Linked DNA regions of Mus musculus: all the other regions are linked to region 2. The links are chromatin contacts, called in public Hi-C and HiChIP or PLAC-seq maps. All regions are on one chromosome and are shown on one strand. Each heading gives the region's core, a stretch centred on a gene start, on an enhancer-like site or on the middle of the called end of the contact. The rest is flanking DNA. Distances are from core to core; before and after follow the strand shown.

What was found. HiChIP or PLAC-seq counts read pairs in DNA pulled down with a chosen protein or histone mark. A called contact is a pair of places that touch in the nucleus more often than the background predicts.
Region 1: a CTCF HiChIP or PLAC-seq map of the NIH/3T3 cell line shows a contact between it and region 2, with 6 read pairs. The contact joins two enhancer-like sites. A contact is called at or near these places in 2 of 15 datasets of contacts at CTCF or cohesin (the NIH/3T3 cell line and large pre-B cells), 4 of 484 Hi-C or Micro-C datasets (bone marrow-derived macrophages, cortical neurons, muscle stem cells and 1 more) and 3 of 115 datasets of contacts at active chromatin or transcription factors (the NIH/3T3 cell line, embryonic stem cells and large pre-B cells).
Region 3: a contact with region 2 is called in an SMC1A HiChIP or PLAC-seq map of the NIH/3T3 cell line, with 6 times the contacts expected there. The contact joins two enhancer-like sites. A contact is called at or near these places in 2 of 15 datasets of contacts at CTCF or cohesin (both in the NIH/3T3 cell line), 5 of 484 Hi-C or Micro-C datasets (cerebral cortex, cortical neurons, embryonic fibroblasts and 1 more) and 5 of 115 datasets of contacts at active chromatin or transcription factors (the NIH/3T3 cell line, embryonic fibroblasts, embryonic stem cells and 1 more).
Region 4: a contact with region 2 is called in a Hi-C map of uterus, with 4 times the contacts expected there. The contact joins two enhancer-like sites. A contact is called at or near these places in 2 of 15 datasets of contacts at CTCF or cohesin (both in the NIH/3T3 cell line), 4 of 484 Hi-C or Micro-C datasets (bone marrow-derived macrophages, nephron progenitors and uterus), 6 of 115 datasets of contacts at active chromatin or transcription factors (the NIH/3T3 cell line, acute myeloid leukemia, embryonic fibroblasts and 2 more) and 1 of 9 other capture datasets (embryonic stem cells).

Annotation. Positions count from the first base shown.
Region 1 is chr4:58,355,245-58,361,057 of GRCm38.p6, reverse strand. Musk (muscle, skeletal, receptor tyrosine kinase) reads right to left here. Exons shown (of 15, transcript NM_001037129.1): 11 at 5,202-5,377. Among named protein-coding and RNA genes, the nearest start is that of Musk, 72 kb to the right of the region's middle. Within about 2 kb of position 1,832, at least 8 of the 459 cell types and tissues checked have an H3K27ac peak or open chromatin away from gene starts, as enhancers often do. A contact at or near this core is called in the NIH/3T3 cell line, where this site is marked.
Region 2 is chr4:58,747,535-58,753,617 of GRCm38.p6, reverse strand. No RefSeq gene overlaps it. Among named protein-coding and RNA genes, the nearest start is that of Olfr267, 35 kb to the left of the region's middle. Within about 2 kb of position 3,932, at least 67 of the 459 cell types and tissues checked have an H3K27ac peak or open chromatin away from gene starts, as enhancers often do. A contact at or near this core is called in the NIH/3T3 cell line, embryonic fibroblasts, fibro-adipogenic progenitors and 1 more, where this site is marked.
Region 3 is chr4:58,467,483-58,473,012 of GRCm38.p6, reverse strand. The region is part of intron 3 of Lpar1 (lysophosphatidic acid receptor 1); the gene reads left to right. Among named protein-coding and RNA genes, the nearest start is that of Mir3095, 29 kb to the right of the region's middle. Within about 2 kb of position 3,157, at least 51 of the 459 cell types and tissues checked have an H3K27ac peak or open chromatin away from gene starts, as enhancers often do. A contact at or near this core is called in the NIH/3T3 cell line and embryonic fibroblasts, where this site is marked.
Region 4 is chr4:58,329,334-58,335,339 of GRCm38.p6, reverse strand. It overlaps Musk (muscle, skeletal, receptor tyrosine kinase), which reads right to left. Exons shown (of 15, transcript NM_001037129.1): 7 at 1,651-1,775. Among named protein-coding and RNA genes, the nearest start is that of Musk, 46 kb to the right of the region's middle. Within about 2 kb of position 4,294, at least 55 of the 459 cell types and tissues checked have an H3K27ac peak or open chromatin away from gene starts, as enhancers often do. A contact at or near this core is called in the NIH/3T3 cell line, fibro-adipogenic progenitors and uterus, where this site is marked.

The sequences.
Region 1 (5,813 bases), core at 583-3,082, 390 kb after region 2:
GAAGATAATATCCCTTCACTGGGAGTCCTGCCTGGGTACAGGAGGTGGCCACTTCAGGGTCCATATCCCCCACGGCCAGGAGTCTCAGCTAGAGTCACCCCAATAGATCTTCTGGGGCCTCTCCCCATCCCAGGTCTCTGGTAAGTCCTAGAGATTGCTCTCCCACTGCCAATCCCCCTTCTCTCTCCCTTGCTCTCTCTCTCTCTCTCTCTCTCTCTCTCTCTCTCTCTCTCTCTATATATATATATATATATATATATATATATATATATATATATATATATATATATATATATATAATTTCCCCTGCCTCACTTCCCTCCCCATCCCCTCTACCACCCAGTTCTTTCCTTCCATAGACCTCTCATATCTATTTTGTTTCCCCTTCTGAGAAAGATTCAAGCATCCTCCCTTGGGCCCTCCTGGTTATTTGGGCTCTAAGGGTCTGTTGATTATAGTGTGGTTATCCTGTACTTTATGGCTAATATCCACTTATAAGTGAATACATGCTATGCATGTCCTTTTGAATCTGGGTTACCTTGTTCAGGATCATATTTTCTAGTTCTATACATTTGCCTAAGAAATTCATGATGCCCTTGTTTTTAGTAGCTGAATAGTATTCCATTATGTAGATGTAGCACATTTTCTGTATCCATTCTCCAGTTGAGAGACATCTACATTGTTTCCAGTTTCTGGCTATTACAAATAAAGCTGCTATGAACATAGACAAATGTCTTCAACCCAAAATGTTTCTTGCCTACAAGATGTGCAGTGACAAAGAGCAGAGACTAAAGGAATGGCCAACCAAGACTGCCCCAAATTGAGACCCATTCCATGGGCAAGAGCCCTGATACTATTAATTATACTCAGTTATGCTTGCAGACAGGAACCCAGCATAACTGTCCTCTGAGAGGCTCCATCCAGCAGCCAGTGGAAAGACATGCAAAGACTCACACTCAAGCATTAGATGGAGCTGCGGGGGGTCTTAGAGAAGAATTGAGAGAAGGATTGATGGACATGAAGAGGACAGTGTTAACTGACCTGGACCTTAGGGGCTCCCAGAGACTGAACCACCAGCCAAAGAGCTAGCACAGGCTGGACCTAAACCCTCTGCACATATGTAGCAGATAAGCAGCTTGGTCTTCACGCGGGTCCCCCAACAACAGAAGCAGGGGATATCTCTGAGTCTGCTGCCTGTTCGCCTACCTGCGAATGCCATTCCCCTAAATTGTCCACCTTGTCTGCCCTCAGTGGGAGAGGATCCACCTCGTCCTGCAGCGACTTGTGCGTGGAGGGGGGAGCGACACTCAGAGGGACACTTAAAGAGGGAAAAGGTGGAATGGGGGGAGAACTTTTGTGAGGAGGTACTGGGAGGAGAGGAAGGGCTGATACTGGGCTGTAAAGTGAATAAATACTTATTTTTTTTAAAAGAAGGTAATAGAGAAGCGTAAGCTAAAACGATGTAAAAATTAGACTTTGGTGATGTAGCCCTAATCAGACAAACTGGGGCTTGAATATTGGCTTTCCCCAACACTAGACAGGTCATGTGGGACAAGCCAGTTGACCTGTTTCTCACATTGACTAGGATGTGGAGTGGAGCATGGTCATGGCACACACTCTTATAGGGCCGTGGGGGGCTTAGGAGAGACTGTATACCCACCATACTAATCGGTTTGTCAGGATTTGGCACACGGTCATTCACTCCCCAGGTTCTTGAGTGATGAGAAAGTTGGAAGGGACAAGAAAATGGATGGAGTGTAGTTCTCCATGACCAGAATAAGCCAGACTGCACTTCTCTTCTTCAAAGGTTTTGAAACAGAGGGCATGTTCCCTGCTGACTGTGCCTGGAAGGTATGTGACATCCCACAGAAGAGACCAACAGTATGCTCAGCACAGAGTAATGTAAATATCTTACAGTCATGACGTGTTCAAGGAGATATTTCACTTCAGCAAAGTAAAACAAACCCAGAAACTACTGAAACCCTAGTTCCCATGTTTGAGCAAGAAGATGATAAGACAAAGATAAAGAAGGATTTTTAAAAAAAACCGCTCTAATGCACCCCCCTTGTGAACTAGAAATGATTTTTGGAATTTATTAAGAAATCAAAAAGCAGGACCATCAAGATGGCTCAGTGGGTCAGATGTTCACAGTTGAGCCTGGTGCACTGAGTTTGATTCCCAGGACTCATATAGTAGAACTGACTCTCATAATTTGTCCTCTGACCTGTGGATGCATGTGAACACACACACACACACACACACACACACACACACACACACACACACACACACTAAATGTAAAAAGATCTTTAAAAAAACCATAAAGCAAGGACTATTTGAGGACTCACTATATTCCATAGAGCACAAGTTGCTGTGTGTAATAAGGACACGTTGCTAGATTACGATAACAGAGATGACTGCTTGCTTTTAACTCAGAGAGCATAGACAGAACCCACCTACATGCAGAAAAAGCAATCCCTTGACAACATTTGGAGCTAATTTTCTCAAATCTATCAAAAATCTCATAAAATTGTTTTCCAAAGACTAGGAAATTAGTATCTGTGGCTAGTTTGTGTTGCTCAGTATTTCAACTTGTAGGAGCTATTTCTCTCCTTCTTCCTGTGGGTCCCAGGGATTGATCCATCAGGATTTACCCTTTGAGCTGTTTTTCTGGCTCTTCTGATGACCCTTTTAAAATCATTTGGTTTAATGTTGCAAGTATTATACTGAAAATAGGGTATCCTGAAGCAACAACAATAAAACCCAACTGTGGTGGTATGAATGGAAATGGCCTCCGTGGTCTGATGTGTTTGAATGCTTGGCCCATAGAGAGTGGTATATTAGGAGGTGTGGCCTTATTGAAGTGGGTTGGAGGAAGTGTGTCACTGTGGGGGTAGGTTTTGTGGTCTTCTACACTCAAGCTATGCCCAGTATGGTACACAGTCTCCTCCTGCTGCCAGTGGTAGAACTCTCAGCTCCTTCTTCAGCACCACATCAGCCTGCATATCACCTTTTCCCCACCACGATGATAATGAACAAAACCTCTGAAACTGTAAGCCAGCCCCAGTTTAAATGTTCCCTTTGTAAGAATGGCTGTGGTCATGGTGTCTCTTCACAGCAATGAAAACCTTAAGACACTCAAAGGAGAGTATTGTATAGTACAGATAGCTTGGGAGAAAGGATTTGGAGTCTTTTTACCTCAAAGAAGTGATAAGTAGGTACCTAGGAGACAGGCTTATCTGAATTTGAATATTCCGCAGGATATTAAAACATGGTACAATACTCCTCAGATATGTCCAATTTTATGTGTCAATTTTAAAAAAGTTAAAAGGAATCTCAAATCCTGATTGCACACCACACCAAACACACCAGGATGTGTATGTGGGGGACCCAGGCAGCCACACTGTTTTAAGCTTTCCAGCTGATGTCAATGTGCAGGACTGAACAGACAATCACTCTGAGCCAGTGCATGGTGGCACACATCTGCGATCTCAGAATTCCAGAACCAAAGCCAAAACGTTTGAGGCCATCCTGAGCTACTTAGTGAGACCATAACCAAACACATCCAGCATTGAGGACGTGGCTCAGATGTGGAATGCTTGTCTGGTACTGAACTGGCCATGAACTTGCTCCTCATGGCCACCCAAATCCCAAGTTTATTTGAGCACCTTCAAAGAAGGATCGGAAAATTCCAGTTCTTCAGATAAAGACAATGGCACAGGTTGGTCTTGAAGGTTTTCATTTTTAAAGGACACAAAGGTGGGTGGGTAAAGAAAGGAGCTTGTTCTGGGAAATGTTGAGTAGAGGGGTACAGAGGATCAAACTCTGTATAAAACTCTCAAAAAGCTACTTATAAATGTGCACAGTCAAAAATGAGATTCCTATGCCATATTAAGACACAACCAGAAACTGAGATTCCAATGACATACTAAGAACTTTCCTCTGTTACTAGTAGAATGATCAATTTTAGAGTTAAAACAAAATACTTTGAAAAGTGGGAATATAGGTGATTCGTTGTCCTTTTCATTTTCCCCCTTTGGTCAAATAATAAGAGGTTCTATAATTAATATAGAATTTGTGTATAATAACTCAAGGACCAAAAGAAGATGAAGAAAAAAAAAACAGTACACTTATTTTCAAAAAAAAAGAAAAAAAGACTTGTCACAAATAAAGATCACAAATCATCTCAATAGAGGAAAAAATAGTATTTGTTTCCATCCAAAAATAATTACATAATATAAAATTGTGACTGCAGAATCAGAAGGCTACATATAAGCTTGGCTGATTTTGCAAACATATGAAATATAAAACAGGCAACCATCTTGAGGTGGAAGATAGTATTTGTTCTATTCCCTGAGTGTTACACACATTCTCTGTGTTCTACTTAGAAGCTAGAAGCCAAGGGAGTGGATGCGCTCTGACACTTGTGCATGGGCGCTAATGATGCTCGCCTAGTACACTGTGTTCTGGATTTAGGGAAGTGTAGTGTAAATATACATGCACGAATCCACTTACAGACACAAATTTCCGAGGCACAAACAAAATTACTTACTTGTTATGTTTTCTTTTTTATAATCTGAGGGGGAAAGGATAAAAATTGGTTTTAAGTAAGCGTTAAGATACCTCTTAGACCCTGTGAGCTACAGCTAAGAAATGTGGCTTTCTCTCTCAGCGTTTAAATGAACGACAGAAAAGCATTCAAATGTGAAGAGTGCGTCTTTGAAACTAAACCAGTCCTCATGCAGTGGCTGGGTTGTGTTTTGTGAGGTCAGCGTTTTCAAACATGTGGCTTATTTCTGCATGCTTAAAAAATCTGCATCGTTGGCTAAGGAAGAGGATTATTTCTTCCATTACGCCATTTCTCTGACAAACTATGAGATGTTCCTTAGCCATTTTCACATACATTCCAGAAAATGTTACACTTGTAAGCTCCTCTATGAAATAAAGCAAGATCCAAGCAGCAGTTAAAAGTGCCCTTTGATTTATTTGAAAACAAATGAAATGAGTCTTTATGAAAGCCTATGCAATTAGGAGAGCATTAGGATTCTGCAATTATGTGTGTAGAAATGGCAAAGCAAAAAACATTATTAGAACAGCCTAGAAAGCCTAAAAATGTTAGGTGCTTTAAGTACAAACGTTCCTTGACTGGAAACAGTAAACATTTCCTTAACTTCCAAAGTCTGGAGGAACTTCTTTGTTACCTAAATATGGCAGTCTTGTGCAGGCTGTGGGGTCCCGGTGCATGCTGGGAAGCTTGCTGCACTCTGGTACCGGAAGGAGATGCATCCCAGATCTGTAGAGGCCCCGGTGGGCCTTTCCTTCCATTGCCTGCCATTCCTTTGCACAGAAGAGCTCCTTTACCGCCAGGCAGTACTCTCTGAAACGGTGTAAGGCAAGAAGACTTGATGAATCATGACGAGTTGAAGACAAACTTGCAGCGGGGCTTAAATTTTGTATTTTTGAAACATCATCACATCGTAAGTGTTTTTCCTTATAGAAGCAAATTTGAAATGAATATACCTTAAATAATGCAAGACATTAAAGATACGGTGTTCTATGCTATGAAATGAAATACTACTCTCTTGCTAGTTTTTTTTTTTTTCTTCAAATTTAGAATGAATTAGAAACAAGTCCTGGTATATCCTCTCTCAAAGTTCATATTAAAAATAAAGGTATAGGGGCTGGGGAGATGGCTCAGAGGTTATGAGCACTCGTTTGTTATCCTTGTAGAAGACCAGGTTCAATCCCCAGCACCCACATGGTGTCTTACAGCCACCTGTAACTGTAGTTCCATGGGATCCAAAGGCACTTGT
Region 2 (6,083 bases), core at 2,683-5,182:
TTCATGGTCCTTTGACTTTGTAGAAATGACCTATCTACTTACTAAGAGGCCAACAGCCCCTCATTGCCTGAAGACCCTAAATGGTGTTTTCTCCCCAAATCACCTTGTCTACTCACCAAGATCTGCCCTTTCTAACTTGCTGATCACAAAGCTAATGGTTATGATTGTTCTTGGTGGTGTGCTGGGGTTGGATGACAAGGAAAGAACATGGCCTCTGTTAGCATTTTGTCTAGGCTCCGCCCCACATTACCTGCCAACAGTCAGGTGTGCCTGACTCATTGTAAAAGGGGCAGCTTGGCTCTTCTTCTGTCTTTCTGGCCTTCTTGCTCTGTTCTCTCGCCCCTTTTCCCTTTCTTCCCATTCCCTTCCCCTCTCTCTTCATGTTCTCACGGCCAGCTTCTACTTCTCTATTCTCTCTCTGCCTTTCTCTGTCTCTACTACCCTCTCAACTTCCCTCCCCATGCTCTGAATAAACCCTATTCTATACTGTACTGTCGTGTGGATGGTCCATCAGGGGGAAGGGATGGCTCAGCTTGGGCCTGCAGAGGCAACCCCTTCCCCTACATCTGACTGCTCATCCATCAAACATCTCTCTCTCTCTCTCTTTAATAAAACACAACAGCCTCAAAGAATCTTTGTTTCTTAACTAAAAGATGAAATAAAAGGAGGAGGACATGATGACGACTACTAAAGTATGGAGACAGTTTCTACTGTAGATATGAGGGAGAAAGCAGGCAGGGGGAGAGTCAAGGCGGGACACAGTCAGCTGACCAAGAGATGCTGCCTGGGCCAGGAGGCCAAGAGAATTGTAGCCAAAATGGCTGAGTTACATTATATAGTGTTCAGGCTTGGGGTGGGAAGTGGAAGCCCAGCCCTTAGGAGAAAGGCTTTCAGGTAGCAGCATGCACTTTTATATGTTAAATATGTACTTTACTTAGTAAATTGTCCTGGGTTTCTTTGAGTCCTAACAGTTCCCACATTCCAGCAGAAATCTGCCAGTGGGTGGGTTGTGAAGTTAAAGGGTGAAGGAGGGCTTGAAGGACCCTCTCTTAGGAATAGGATAGTTATAAATAAAATAAAGTGTTTCACATACAAGTGTTTCATCTTTTCTCATAACCTGATGTTTCCCTAACTGAATAAATATGCAACTGCATCTTTTTTGTTACTTGTTTTATTTTTTGAGACAAGGGCTTGTGGTGTAACCTCAAGTTGGCCTTGAATTTCTGATCTTCCTGCTTCAGCCTCTCCAATTCTGGAATGATAGACATGTGCCATGATGCCAGACCACCATCTAGAATAAATTTAAGATGTTGTATCTCAGAAAGTGGCTCACGCTACCCCATCTGACACTGAGTCTGTGTTAAGGTTGTTTTCCATGCCTCTGGAGCAAGCCCACTTGCCCAATAGTTGAGCTGTAATGCTTACTTACTCAGTGTTTCCATGTTTGGGTGACAGCTTTGTTCTTTCTGTCTAGAATCTCTCCACATGTTTACTCCAGTGGAACAAAAACAAAGTGTTAATTCTTGTTGCTTTTGCTAAAGCCAGCCCTGAAAGCACAACAGCTTCAAGAAGTCTTACTTATTCAAAACATGCAAGCGTTTGTTTGGTTTTCTTTTGCTTGTTTTCTTGAGACAGGGTCTCATACTGCTTTGTAGGTCAGACTAGCTTTAAACTCAAAGCGATCCCCTTGCCTTAACCTCTGAGTGGCAGGGATTTTTTTTTTTTAATATAAAACCATTGTGTTGGCTTGAGAACTGTTGAATGCCTTTCAGTGCTGTCCTGTATAGTCTTACTATAGGGAACACATACACATATAAGTAAAAGTTAATTTTATTAAGGTAAAATATTATTGCTCTTCTCCTCTCAATTTTAGAAAATGAAATATCGTATACGACAATCAAGTGTGGCTGGTTTTTGAAAAAATATCAGTACATACAAGGAGTCATCAAAATTTTTATTTGAGATAGGGTCTCACTGTGCAAGTTAGTTCTTGAACTCATCATTCTCCTCCCTCAGCCTTTCCAGTGCTGAGAATATAGGTGACATCATATAGTGACATCATGCTTGGCTTGAACTTTTGAGGATACCAAGATAGGAAAAGAAGTATAAACAATCAGTTACATAGTGGACATCAGCAGAATTAAGTCTTAGCAATAGATGAATTGGGTATAACTAGTATCCAGTGGGTTATGGCACTAATTTATAGCCAGTGCAAAATATGAGCATTTTCTTCATTTTATCATAGCCAGGTTTCTCTTCTGATATAACTGAGGTTCTAGTGATCTCTCATGTAAGAGTCACGGTGAAATTCAGGGAAACTGAGGACCAGTCTAAGAATTCTCCAGACTGGGGCAGTGAGTTTGAGAAAAGAAGAAAAGATGTTGTCTTAGTCAGGGTTTCTATTCCTGGACAAAACATCATGACCAAGAAGCAAGTTGGGGAGGAAAGGGTTACACTTCCACACTGCTGTTCATCACTGAAAGAAGTCAGGACTAGAACTCAAGCAGGTCAGGGAGCAGGAGCTGATGCAGAGGCCATGAAGGGATGTTCTTTACTGGCTTGCCTCCCCTGGCTTGCTCAGCCTGCTCTCTTATAGAACCCAAGACTACCAGCCCAGAGATGGTCCCACCCATAAGGTGACCTCCCTCCTTGATCACTAATTGAGAAAATGCCTTACAGCTGGATCTCATGGAGGCATTTCCCCAACTGAAGCTCCTTTCTCTGTGATAACTCCAGCCTGTGTCAAGTTGACACAAAACTAGCCAGTACAGATGTATACACAGATTCTTGGTGAAACAAGAAGAGAACAAAGACGTAAGAGCAGAAATGCATGACAGAGACTCCCTCCATCTTGGGTCCAGCTAGGGAAACTCTTTAAGCCTGGCAGGATGTTGTTAAGTGGTCCTTTGGCTTTGCTGAGTACCTGCATTTCTGTAGTACTGGAGAGCACTTCTCAGTGGTCAGAGCAAAGAAGACAAAGTCCGGACCCCAGCATAAAATTCAGGAGGAAAGAAGCACCATGAAATGCCTAGAACACCAAAGAGCATGGAAGACTGTGGCCAGTGGGTGGTCAACTCTGATGACGGGAGCTCTCCTTTGAGAAAATTTACAAAATGATTGGCTCAGGAAAATTTTGCAAGTTAATATTTCCTGAACTCTTGGAAAATCCTCCCCTCCTCTCTCTTTTTAAAAAGCAGCTATGTTCCAGAGGTGTTAGGTGCTCATTTCCTGACTGGAGATGGAGCTCAGCTGTAGATTGCTTGCTTAGCATAAACAAGGCTCTGAGTTTAGTTCCCAATGTTGCATAAAAAGACCCAGCACTCTTGAGGGGGAGTCAGGGAGATCTCAGATTCAAGGTCACCTTTACCCAATGCTGAGTTTCAGACCAGCTGGGTTACAGAATGTGAAGAAACGTGAATTTCCTTCTCCTTACTCTCTTATGTCCCCTTATCTTCTCCCCTTAGAAATGTGTATTTGTTTTTTGGAGTGTCTTACTAGTCATTCATATGCCTTCATATTACTTCTCATTTGAATCTGATCATCTACCCTATGGGAAGTTTATTATAAATTAAATATAAAGTTTTATATAAGTCAATTGACACAAAAATAAATGTTCCTATAATTTAAAAGAGTAAATAGGTGCTGGGGAGATGGGCTTATCATTAAGAGCACTTGCTGTTCTTATAGAAGGTCATCTACAATCAACTGAATCAACTAGAAGTAACTACAGTACCGGGGGGCTCTGACACCTATTTCTATCTATCCTCCTTGGGCATCTGATAACACATATCAGAGAGAGAGAGAGAGACAGACAGAGACAGAGACAGACAGAGAGAGACAGAGAGAAACAGAGAGATCAATTATTTTGGTGGGGTTCATGCTAATTTTTATATTCACACTAGGGGGCACTGTGTAGTTATTAAGGCCCTTAGTGTGTTTGCTGTTTTATACTAATGTTGAATTCGAAACTCCTTTATGTCAGTATTTTACTTTCTGTGATAACAGTAGGATATGAAAATGTGTGTTTTTTTCTTCTATAACAGAAAACCAAACCAAACCTAACCAGAATTAAAACAGTGCCTGCTGTTAGGAGAAATGTACATTTGCAAGAGTATGGATTTCTCTTGGCTGTTTTTTTTTCTTTTTTGGTTATAAATTCACATTAGTTGATACAGCCAATATACAAACCACAGTTGTAGCAACCGGAGGAAGAAACAGGATATGACCCCTTCTGTAAGATGCTCATAATATCCCCAAGGAGGCTGGTTAAAATTCCATCTCTCTGCAGCTTAGTCAGAACCCGCTCTTCCGCTCCTGTTTTGGAATGGTTAGAGCCGAGGCTGAAAAGTTACAGAACAACAGCTTCGTGGCTAGATGTCACGTGTTTCTTCATAGAACAAGTTCTCCGGGATCGCCTTGTGACCTGCCCCAGTGCTGCTCAGCCCTTGACCGCAGTCTTGCTGGGGCCCAATCTCTGTTGGGCTGAGGAGGATTCGGGTTCCAAGTCTCCTGCTGTCCAGCTTTGTCATCAAATCAGCCACAAGGCTTTGTCCAGGATCACGGCATACCATAGAAAATGTAAACTATGAATTAGGGAGATTTGAGTTCTCCTATAGACAAATTTAACCTAGCATTGAAACTGCTTTCAAGATTATTTAAGCTATACCTCAAAATATTCTTAAACTTAATTTTATTTGTATACACACTTCATTCAATTATGTTACTTAATATTTTAGAAATGATGTGTCCTCGTTAATTTTCATGTATAATATTTATTAAAAACACATATTGTCTATAGGCTTGCTGCTTATATGGTTGTTATTTGTGACCTTGACCCAAGGTCCGTTCGCTCTGCACTGAAGACCAGATTTACCAGGGGCTTGCACCTGACTGCAGAGTTTGCAAATCCTGGGGCTGTCTTGGGCAAAGCATTTGATTCTCCCAGCTCCGTCCTGATGAGAGTAATAATACCTTCAACATGGTCACTTCACACAGATTAAATGCACGAAAGTGACAAAGTTGGCAAAGTATCTAAAGGACTGTTCTGTGCTCCCATTGCGTCTAATTTCATACCATCAACACACGAGAGCTGCAATAAAAGTTGTGTAGTTAAATGTTCTAAGATCACCCTGAGGCGGAAACACATTTCTTGCATAATGGTGTCAACAGAAAAGTGTATTTACTATTCAGAATGCAAAATAAATTCAAATGATTTTCAATAAATGTTGCATGCTAGAATGTTTTTTTTTTAACTTAAACAATAAGTAGTGTTGGGATTTGAACTTAGGACCACGTGTGTGCTCAGCATGTACTCTACCACTGACCTGGATACCAGGTTCCCAGAAGAGCATTTTGATTCATTTTGTGAATGGTTTGAACAAAAGGAATAAACCAAATAACAGAAGTATGACCTATATTTTCTCAGTGCTTCAAATGCATGTTGCTTAACAAACCACTTTGTGAAGTCCAGTCATTTTCGAGGACTATAGGGAGGTTCCTCAGAAGAGTAAAGAAATAATTGCTGTAACCCAGCAACCCTACTTCTGCGCCTATTTCCAAAGGATTTGAAATCAGTTTGTTGAAGAGATGCCTGATCACCCAAATTAACTATAACACCACACACAACAGCCCAGCCATGGATCCAACCCAAGCGTCATTATGGTTTATATAACAGGATACTCTTTTGCCATCAAAAAGTAGAGAAGTCTTTATTCATCCATAAAGAGAGAAATTATGTCATTTGTTAGAAAATGGATGAATCTGGAGATCAACATATTAAGCAAAGTTGAAGCCAAACTCAGAGAGACAAATATTGCTTGTTTTCTCTTACTTTTTTGGAACATACACACACACACACACACACACACACACACACACACACACACACACACACATTTACTTGTTTTTATTGTGTGAGGGGGTGTTCATATGTCATAGTATTCACATGGGTGGTCAGAGGACAACTTGTGGGACTAAACTCTCTCCTTCCACTGTGTAGATCCTTGGGATAGAATTCAGGTCGCCAGGCTAGGCAGCGAGTGCCTCCGCCTGCTGAACCATCTCAGCAGACCTGGATCCTAGAC
Region 3 (5,530 bases), core at 1,908-4,407, 280 kb after region 2:
GATGTACTTATACAAACATGTGGTTTAACCATGGGATATGTTCTGAGAAGTCTGCTGTTAGGCAGTTTCATCATTATGTAGACATAGCATGCATACCCACAAATTGAAACAGCTGTGAATATCATTATGAAGCAGTGTAATCTTGCTAGATCACCATCCTATATACAGTTTGTCCTTGTTTGAATATTGTTAATATAGTACATGGCTCTTATAATAGGCAACATTTGCTATTCATTTGTTTAAGTTCAATTAGATATCCAATTTAGTGGAATTGCATTGGGTATTTTATATAGCAACCTTGACACACATAGGAAATAACACATTTTAGATAACTTATTCTGTTGAGTATATTTTCCATAGAATCTTGGAGATAAATTTAAGCCCAGAAAGTGGTTCACTTACTGTGGTGGTTTCAATGAGAAATATACCCCATAGGTTCATATATTTAATGCTTGGTCCTGAGTTGGTAGTGCTGTCTGGGGAAATGGTGCAAACTTGCTGGAGAAGACGAAGTCACTGGGAGTGGCCTTTCAGATTTCATACCCTTACAAAATACAGAAACAGAGATACATGCATGTAGTTTGATCTTTGCTTTGAGCTTTTGTTGAAGACATGAGTTCTCAGCTTCTTGCTTCACCTGCCCTTATGAACCCTTCGTCTGCATCTATAAACAAAAATAAACTTTCTTCCGTGAGTTGCTTTGGTCATGGTATTTTATCATAGCCACAGAAAAATAACTAATATACTTATTACTATTTCTCCTTTTTATTTGATGTTTTCTGGAAATAAATAAATGATCTTTTCTAATTAAAAACTTTATGATTGCTTCTTAGAAATTAAGCATTCACCTGCTGGTAAACAAATAATTTTGCACACTTCCAGGTCAAAATGGAATTATTGTCTTCTTTTACATATTCTTTGTCCTACTATATGTAAAGAAGCATTTAAACTACATTTTTTCCCCATAAACAAAGACTTATTTTTTTACTCTTTTGAGATAGGGTCTTATGCCACAATTCAAAGTGGCTTGGAATTTGCCATGTAGTGCAGGTTGACCTTGAACTCATGACTGTCCTGCTTCTGCCTGAGAGCTGCCATGCTAAGCTAGTAAAGTTGTTTTCTTGTTTTTCTTACAACTTTGGTAGTTTCTCTTTGTGGTCTAAACTACAGCCTGTGCCTCTGAGAGGCTTTTTATTCATGTATTTGCTCGAAGATGATAGAGTCTAGACTGAATGTGGTCACAGCCTTACTTAAACCCTGGCACATCTCCTTCATCAATAGAGGACATATCAGAGTGATCCAAAGCAAATATGAAGTTCTCACAGGGTGACGCAGCAATAACAGGGTCTTTTTGAAGAAGTGGGATTGAATTTGGCATCAGGAGACTGGAAATTCATGGCTTCACCTATTTATCCTGCCTAAGTAGACTTTTGTTGACATAAGGAACACTGCATTTTAAGTAGGGTTTCCATGAGTTCATTCTAAATGGGCGTTTCTGTGCTTCAGAAAGCTTCTCTTTATGTGGCAAGTGTGAATTCACTTACCAGAGTTATTTTTCCCCCTTTAGGAAAGTAAAATTAGGTGTAAAGGAGCTGAGCCTTAAAGGGCACACAGAAGAGAGTCAGGAACAAAGCGTTTTGCTGTAGATAATGAGTCACCATTTTGTAGTGAAGGGATTTGCCCAGCTGACCTTGCTGAGCCCATGGTGTGCAGCCTGGGCCTTTTATGTGCAGACCTGGTTCCAAAGGAAAGGCACACTGTAGTCAGGGGGTTCTGAACAAAAATGGGAGAAGCCATAGACATCCTGTAAAGTGTGTGTGTGTGTGTGTGTGTGTGTGTGTGTGTGTTGTATATGTGTGTTGTATGTGTTTGTTGTGTATGCATGTGTGTGATGTGTATGTGCAGTGTGTATAGAGTGTAAGTGCACATGTATGTGTGTGTTGTATGTGTTTGTTGTGTGTGATGTGTATGTGCGGTGTGTATAGAGTGTAAGTGCACATGTATGTGTGTGTATGTATGTGTATGTGTGTGGTGTGTTTGTTGTATATCTAGGTGTGTGATGTGTGTGTATGTGTGTGTGTGTGTGTGTGTGTTATTGAATAGCCAAATAGTTGTGGAGATGAAGCCCTATCTTTATCTCCTTTAGTAAAGGGGAGAGATTATTTTCATTGCCAACACTTTCTATTCTTTCTATCAACACTACTATGCATCTATCCCATAGTCTTTACAACACTAATGACTGAGCATGGCTATTAAAATGGGTAATGAAGTAGAAGGTGTGATTAATCAGTTGTGTTGTAGATTATTGTGCAGATGTGGTACTGTGCTAAGACCGATGGCATTCTGTACTGGAATTTTCTAGTATTTTATTTAGTTCAACCTGGATTTTACCACTTCTGGAGCAAGAAGTCTGTCACTAATGTGTCTGCACATGAAGCAGTACATACTAAAGTTGGAAATGGGAGCAGAAAATATTTTTCCATGTATATGCTATGCTCAGTCAGTAGCATACTGTGAGACTGTGTGGCTGCTGTTACAGAGTGGCAGTACTGTCCCTTGGCAACTATTGACTCTCCTGTGGTCATTTATGTATGACCACATGTATGAGTCATATATGTAGTTACATCCTGAATGGCTTATCTGGTTGTGTAATAATTTGGCTCACTGTTTTAATTAGATGCTGATGACAGGGTTTTCCCCTATCTTCATAAGTGTGACTATTTGAATGCTGATCCACGTGTAATTGAATTTTGTTGGGGTTATTTTCTGCACTGTGTTTTGTAAGTTGGCTTCCGTCTTTTCAGTAGTTTAACACATAGCCACACTTAGAACATTCTCAGTCTGTCACCCTTTCTGATGGAACTGAGGAAATTTTTGGTGTTAAATCTTCTCGAATAAGTTATACAAAGACAATGTTTAAACTTTTATTCATTCTGATATAAATTTTCACAACTAAATCATTTACTGTTATGAATTTTTATTTTTATTTAATTTTTGATATAAATTATACTAAATTGTGTGGCATTTGCTCAATTTCAGCTTTATTTTAATTTTTTCCCTACCAAATGTTAAGTTTTATTTTTAGTCTTAGGGGAGTTTCTGAAACCATACATTGGTGATGACGGGTCTCACGAAGGACTCACTGGTCTTTGGAACTCAGTGACTCATACTTTGTCATACATGGGTAAGGTTCTGAGCAAGAACCCTTCCCCTTTTACTTTAGTTGAGAATTTCCTACAATGTGTTTTTATTACACTCACCCCCCCATGCCTCCCAGATTCACCCCCTTCCTTACCCACCCAACTTTGTGTCATCAAAAACAAACAAACAAACAAACAAAACAAAACAAAACTAAACAAAAACCCCCAAAACTATCAAGGGTAATTTTGAGCAAGAATCTTAATCTCTTTGAAATTCAGTCCTGTTATCAGCCAAACATAGGAACTACTTCCCTAATGATCATGTGTGATGGTCAGGAAGGATGGTCTTTTTATAGGAGATGCTGTCTGGGTGTCAAAGATGGGCACTTTTGCAGCTGCTCATATACAGTTTACAGTATATAGGGCAGTGACCCAAAATTTTAAAAACGTTTGGCACGTGGTGTGAGAAACATGCTAACTATTCTAGCTCCAGGCTCTTCGCCTGCTGGGGAGTGATGTTAGATCGTCCATTTAACCTTCATGACGACTTCCTGTCTACTCCATGATGGCTTGCACTACATCAAGGTTTTGCCAAGTGTGATCCAAGGACCACCTGCGTCTGAGTCACCGGGATGCTTGTTAAAGGGTACTGGGTCTCTGCCCAGACCTACTGTAGTGGAGTCTTTGTGTTGGCACCCAGACATGAATATGTCAGTCACACAAGTCTGACAGGGCCACCAGTCTCTAGCTTTGGTTTAAATGGCCTGGTATTCAACTTTTTTTTTTTTCAACTTAAAAATTCTACTTTTTACTTTTTCCAGAAAAATTGGCACTATTGTTTTTTTTGGTTCCATTTAACTATTGAGTACCTGTGACAGTCCCAGGCATATCAGTTTGCATACCTGCTTTGAGAGAGAGAGAGACAGAGAGACAGAGAGACTCAGAGACAGACAGACAGACAGACAGACAGACAGAGACAGAGACAGGATGGGGAGAGAAATGGAAAGAAGAGTTTCTGGACAAGGCTCAAAACAGATAAAATTCTTAAGTCCCGAACAACTCCTTTCAATGCAAACTCATATTTTCATACAGGAAGGTTGATCTCAAAAGTATTTGAAATGACCACTCCAGTTATGACACCTCAGGAAAGTGTGTCACATACAACTCAGTGGTTACAGCAATACCTTCAGAAGTTACAGAATCTCCTAGAGGCATGGGAATTTCTCTGAAAGTCTTTTATTTCTCTCGGGAAGAGATAGAACACAATGCCCCCCTTTTTAAATTAAGCCAGTAACAGTTATATATCTCTGCCTGGGAACTTTGTTGAGAAGGGGACACTGGCTGTTTACTTCTTCCCAGGCTATATAAGGAGTGGGCCATCCTCTTTGATTTTCTTGGATCAACATGGTGTAGAGTTTGAGATTGGACCCACATACACTTGGATTTAAAGTCTCAATTATATTGACACACTAACCCTCTGACAGGTACTGTATCTGATCTTCCTAGAGTTTCTGTTGCCCTTCTAATCACAGAAGGCAATAACTAATAACTGAATTAGTTATTTTTCTGTTGCTGTGACAAAATGCCCTGACAGAAAGCAACACAGGAAAGGAAAGGTTTGTTTCTGCTCACAGTTACAGAGGGATAAAGTCATCACAGAAGCGGAGGCATGGTGTTAATGAGGGAAGGAGGCCTGGTAGTAGGAAACTGCCTGATCTCATTGCAGTCAGGAATCAGAGAGGGGGTGGAGTCAGGAGAGAGGGAGGAGGGACAGAGAGTGGGGACAGGCTGTAAGCCCCCAAAGCCCACCCGCAGGGACATGCTTCCTCCAGCAAGGCTCCACCTCAATATTCTCAAACAGCATCATGAACTTGGTGGTGACTAAGTGTTCAAATACACGGGCCTGTTGGAAACATTTCTCATTATATTATATATCATTATAACCCACCATAGCACTTTGCTGAGAAATGGGGAAATGCAATGAGATATGTTCAAATGCTTAGAGTAGTGTCTGGCACACATTAAACATGACCTTCTCCTTCTGACTCACAGACATGAAGGCACCACCTCTGTGCTGCTGCAGTTGGTTGAAACTGTTTTCCCAGAATGCTTCTTCTTTGGAGCAATCGAAGATCTTTTACAGTCTGATGGGATGATGACCGATGGTTTCCTGATCTCTTAGAACCAGAGGCGTTGTATATGCATTCAACCTATTAGTTTTATTTTACGTGTCCAGTTATTCATTATGTTATCTTATACCACGGATTTTACCAATGAGTACAGAATCTTAAGTTTGGTGTTGGTGTGGAACTGTAAGAATTATGGTATTTGTATCCTTTTTGAAAGCCGGGCTTGATTTTTCTCTATAGTAGCCATTATATATAGAGTTT
Region 4 (6,006 bases), core at 3,045-5,544, 420 kb after region 2:
GGTGTCAAAGCACTAGGTATCCGGATCATCTCAATGTGATCTGTAAGAGACATAGTCCATCTATTACACCTGTACTATAATGACTAGGCATATACAAGGAGCTTCGAACCTTACGTGGCCCAAGAGTAGAAGTAACCCTTAGATTCTGACAGAGTGAAGCAAAGATCTTTTCCAGAAGAAAGTACCGCCCTCCAGCCCTCAAATTAGACATCTTCGTTCCAGTATAATGAACAGTGGTCAGTCAAAGATAACCAGACATGAGGGAACAGGGGACAATGGGGAAGAGTCATGGGACAATAGACAATGAAAACAGACTTGCAACCGAGTCCCCTGTCAGGTGAAGGACAGCTGAAGCTGCTTCCCAGCCTTGGCAGGAATTTTTGATTCACAGAGGCCACGTGCACCCCTCATCTCTGCACTCTTCACTCACTGGTCTCTAACCACACAAACCTTGCTGCTCCTCCAACAAATCGTGTCTACACCCTTATCTCAGAGACTTTGGTAATTTTCCAGCAGCTATGCATACAGCTTCCCCTTTCATCATATCCCGACCTCTTCCCAGGTGCCTTGGTACCAAGTAGACTCAACTACTCTCCTGAAACTGGAATCTGTCTCCTAAGGTCCAACTCTCTGACTCATCTCCAGATTTATGGGTTTTCATTGTTGTTGTTGTTTGCTTGCTTGTTTGTTTTGTTTTGTCATAGATAGCGTAATTCACGCAAGTCTCTTTGATTTTATTCTCTATCCTTTCACATCAGAATGGAAGCTGTTTGACATCAAGGAAGGTCTCTCATTTTTCTTGCTCTTGTTGCCACAGAGCCTACAATATTACTTATTGCTCAGATGCTCAATACTTGTTCATAAAGTGAATGTGAGAATGCTTGTATGTAAAGTACTTAGAAGAGGACCTGGCTCAAATAACCATGTGATCACATTAGCTACTAGTAGCACTATTAAAAATGAAATGTTGAGTGGATTACAATTCTGGATTATTTTCCATTAAAGTAACCTCCACCAGTAGACTGGCCTTTTCCTGGAACATTTTATGAAAGTTATTTTAGTTATAGGGAGGACTTAGAACCATTTTTCTTTTACATACAAAAAAAGTAAAAGATATGTGGTACAGGGTAGAATGTCAACTCCCAGGGTTTGATGCCAGTGGTTTCTGCTACCAAGGACAGCTTTAAACACTGGTAAAACTAGGACCAGCAATATAGATAGAAATTGTAACACTATCTTAGTCACTGTGTACTTTGTATCATATTGCTATAATAAAATACTATGACCATGGTGATTTATAAATGATAACATTTCATTTGAGGTTTATGGTTTCAGAGGATTGGAGTCCATGATGGTGGAGCAAAGGTATGGCAGCAGGAACAGTTCAGAGCCTACATCTTGATCAGCAAACTGAAGGCAGAGAGAGTGGCAGAGTGAATAGCTCTTTGATACCTCAAAAGTGTCCCAGTGACATACCTCCTAATCCTTCCCAAAGAGTTCCACCAACTAGGTAGGGACAACATACTCAAACATATGAGGCACCAGGGGCTGTTCTTATTCAAATCACCACACAGCTACTGGTACATGCTGTGTGCAGCAAGTCACCACCAGCAAGTCTTCCCCAAATCACCCCGATCACATGGCACTCACAGCATTTCCGTTTTCAATCCAGCTGATGGTGGGGACAGGGATGCCTATTGCTGTGCAGCGTAGGGTTACAAAGGAACCAAAGGTGACATTGTGGGATTCAGGAGCACGCAGGATTCTTGCAAAAACTGTTAGGAAAACAAAGGGCATGAGTGATTGGCTAAGCAAGGCAGGACTTTAAAACTCCAGTCACACTGTGTGCCCTGAGTATGCTCACCCCTTCAGTATTGCTATGCTTGCCCTCTAGGCTCTCAGTGCTATGATCCTGCATTTGTCACCACCCCAGGACACACTGAGCTTAGTTCCAACATAGAAGTTTACCTTGGTCAATACCCAGTCTAGAACATTTATGCTCATATCTAAATGCGATGGGTTCCTTATGTGTATAACTCGTGTCTCACTTTAAGGGACATTTTCTTAGAGCCATAATCATCCATCACACAGTACAACTCCCAATCACCTTTGCCCTTCTATCTTATGATGGTTACACACTCACTGCTATCTGATACTTGGTCAGTTCCCACTTATGTGTCCTTCAGCTGCCCCATTAGAATGTCTTGGTCTGTTTTGTTTCCTGCTGGATTGAGTGCCCAGAAGAATTCATGATGAAAATAAACCCAAGACACTATTTTAGCAAACTAAAGAAATAATTACTGGTTTATACCCTCAACTCTTTTCTCTCGTATTGAGAACAAATTCAAACATATCACACATTTCAAAGAATGAGATGATGGGGTTGGGGGAGGAGCGTTTAGGATAAGTGTGAGGAGGAGTTTGAGTCTCCTGCGTTTCTTATGGTTATACATCTTCACCAATTTAAAAAAAAATCAATCTTCAGGCTTAGCAGTTCTATCCTGAATTAAAAAGAGAGTGGTGAAAACTCAGAGTGAATTGGAGAACGCAGTTCAGAAGATGAGCTACATTTCTGTCCTCCTTTTCTGATTCAGTGGAAACTGAATCCTCATTAAGTTTATTTACTTTCCCAGAGTAACAGCAGTGATGGTAATGAGCCTGGTCTCATGCCTTCTGATGTTAAGTCCAACAGGCTTTTAAGCTATTATGAAATCTTTTTGTTTTCCTATTGTCAACATATTTTATGCTCTTTTCTGATGTTTTCTAGGGCCCGAGCCCAACACATGACAGGAATTCTAAACCCTAGTTGTCATGGCAATTTGACTTAGCTCTTCTGGTTCATGAAATTCATAGAGTTCATGTGGACAAGGGGGAAGATTGACAAAACAGTCCCAGCGAGGCTGGACCTCCTCAGCAGTCCCTTTATCTTTTGACCTCTTCAGAAGGTCACATCACTCAAGGGTATACAAATGTGCCTATCTCCCTTGACACCTGGATCTTTGGTTGGTGCAAAATTGAATTAACTTGACTTCCTATCTTTTGATATTGAGGACTCTAAGATGTGTTATTTATAACACCATTTGGGGTCAATCACTTTAAATATGTTAATGTTGTATCCCAAAGTTGAGAGGACAGAAAAGTGATAAAAATGTCATGTTCAATGACAACAGTGCTGAAAAAGTACTAAGTTTTTTTTTCTTTTAATATAGTGAATGGTTAACATGCAGTTGAATCTGTCTCTTAAAACTAAAATTGAGGGCTAGAGGTATAGTTTCCTGGGTAGAGTGATTGCCTAAGTTATACAAAGCCCTGGGTTCAGTCCCTAGCACCACATAGACCACATGGAGTAGGACATGTCTGTAATCCCAGCATTGAGGAAATAAAGGCAGGAAAATTGGAGTCCAAGTGGTCATCTTCAGCTACATGGGAGCTTGAGGTCAACATGAACTACATACCATATGACGTTATCTAAAAAATAACAACAATAACCTGGCTTTAGAAGGTCCTGGTATCTAATTAAACACCCAACAAAAATCAGAGTTCAGGAACACAAGAAGCAATATCCTGGAGATCATGTTTGTCAAACTCAGAATGCAGAAAAAAGAGGGAAGAAATCTGCTATGCTCTGAAAGAGATTTAAGGGCCATATCATCTAAGTGCTCACTTTGGATTCTTATTTTCCCCACTGAATCCAAGTTCACAGGCTGTTCTCTTTTGACAGCCAAACCCAGGCTGACCGGCATTCTAGCAGGGGTCAGCCACATAACTGTTCTTGTTTTCTGGTGATAGTAATGGAGATCTAGGCTATGCCACACATCTGTAACACATGGCTGGAATAGTGTGTGCAGGGGCTGGCACTGCAGGTTTGGAGTTGAGTCACTGTAATCGGAAGCACATGGGGCTCACTGCCTTTGAGCACTGAGAACAGTGTGGGCCTTGTAAGACTGGGAGTTGGATCATGTTGGTTTCAGTCTTGTTACAGCAGTGTTCGAATGGCTTGACTGAGCCCTTGGACTTGAAACGAGGGCCTTTTGGATAAAAACTAGGACAATAAAAACAAACTGGAAAAAATAGGAAATCTAGATTCTTTCTCCTATTTTGATTTATAGAAGCAAATGTTTTAATTCGAGAACTTCAAATTCTTCTTGGAAATGTAGTAACAAGGGTGGGTTTATTGCGTTCTGATTTACAGCATTTCTCTTTTCTTTTGGCAGCTATTGCATTATATGGATTGCCACTTAGGTACATTGCGAAACCCTTGATGGTCTATATTGCACAACACAGCTAAGCATAAGTGAGATAGTGAATAAGTCAGCCAGCTGCTCTTGCACAGCTCATCATGATGTCGAACTTCATGGATCCCCTATCCTGCCTGATCCAGTGCTTTCTAGGGGCTCTGTTTGGGCACACGTGATGGGTACTATTGGCCACATAGGTGTATCCGAGACTATAAAACTGCTAATAAATAGTTGTTCTCTCCAAAGTGGACTTCATCATTAAGTGCAGTGTGTTAAGAGAAGAAAATGACCGGAGATTACACTGAAGCCAGCCTATCCCACACTCTTGAGTTATCTCCAAAAGACAAGAGTCGGCCTTCCCTTTGCAGTAGTGACAGACATCTTCAAGCTTTCCTTTCACTTTTCCTCCTCCCAAAGGAGGTTCTAAGCACACTCCATACCTTTGGGTTCCATTGAAATGTCTTGTTTTCATTGTGCCCTCCATGCCCCTCATTCTGGTTATATTCACATATCACTTAGCACCACTTGACAACTGTGGGTCCTTTATTTATTTGTTTTGTGGCTGTCCCTCTCCCTAGGATGCAAACATTATCAAGGTCTAGCTTGGCTTTGCCCATCACTGCAGGCTGACCTATATATGTGGGTCTCTGTGTATTGCTAGATGTACCCTGCCTGGTAGAGGGTAAGAAATCATAAGTATTTGTTAAATGAATAAGTGGATGAGTAGGAGAGTGAGTGGGTGACTTTTCTGGTAAGCTAAGGCAAAAGAAGTTATTTATAGTTTGTGTAGGTCAGCCCTGCTGGACCACCATTCTTTTGCCTATCATACCTCTATGAAGGGAAAGAGCTTGATATGCGGGTGGAAGTTTACCAAAAGGTTACCAGGTCAGGACTTCTCTACCCAGACATTAAGATGAGTCATGGGAAAGGCTGGAGAGGCAAGCATGACAAACACATGTTACGCTAGTCTCCTTGTTAGCTAGATGAGAAGGCTTCCTTCTTCGATCCAGCTTTATCAGCAATAAGGCTCGTGTGTGGCTCCCCATCTGTATTGGTTTCCAGTTTTAAATGTGAAAGGTGAAGGTGGGCTGAGAGAAATTCCAAACACTTAACAACCGTCCACAACAATCCCAGCAGCTGCAACCAAAAATAAAAGTCTGGCTAACTTCATCCCCTGCAGGAATGAACTTGGATATAGTTGGATAGCAGATCCCATTGCTTCGGTGGGTAGCCACAGGCGGAGAATGCAGCCTACGTCATCAGGGAGATGCTCAGTGATCAGGGGAGCTCGGTGAGATCTGCTTCCTAGCCAGTGAAACGCGCATCAAATGTCTTTATTTTGTAATTCACTTTCATGTAAGAAAACATGTTTTTGTTATATAAGCAAGCAAAGTGCTGAATAGGAGTTTGAAATTATTTAGTGATTCGGAGAGATTTTATAACTATTTTGATGTTACACTTCTCTTGCTACAGGTAATCTGATTTCACACGATCTAATCTTCCCATGGGTGAGTATGGCAGCACTCACCAGCACTATGAACAAAAGACGTGGCCAGTGCTGAGCCTTAGGATTTTCTGTTACAGAATCTATTCACATGTTTTGGGCTTTATGTCTCTTGGGTAAACTTGCAGCCCTATTTGAAGGTCAGGAATCCTACATCAAAACAGTTTATAACAAACAGAGGCATACTTCTTCTATCCCCACCCTGAACACCTGCCGCATTCATTTTCCAAATTGCTTTCAGATTTATAACCGGTCTTATGGTTT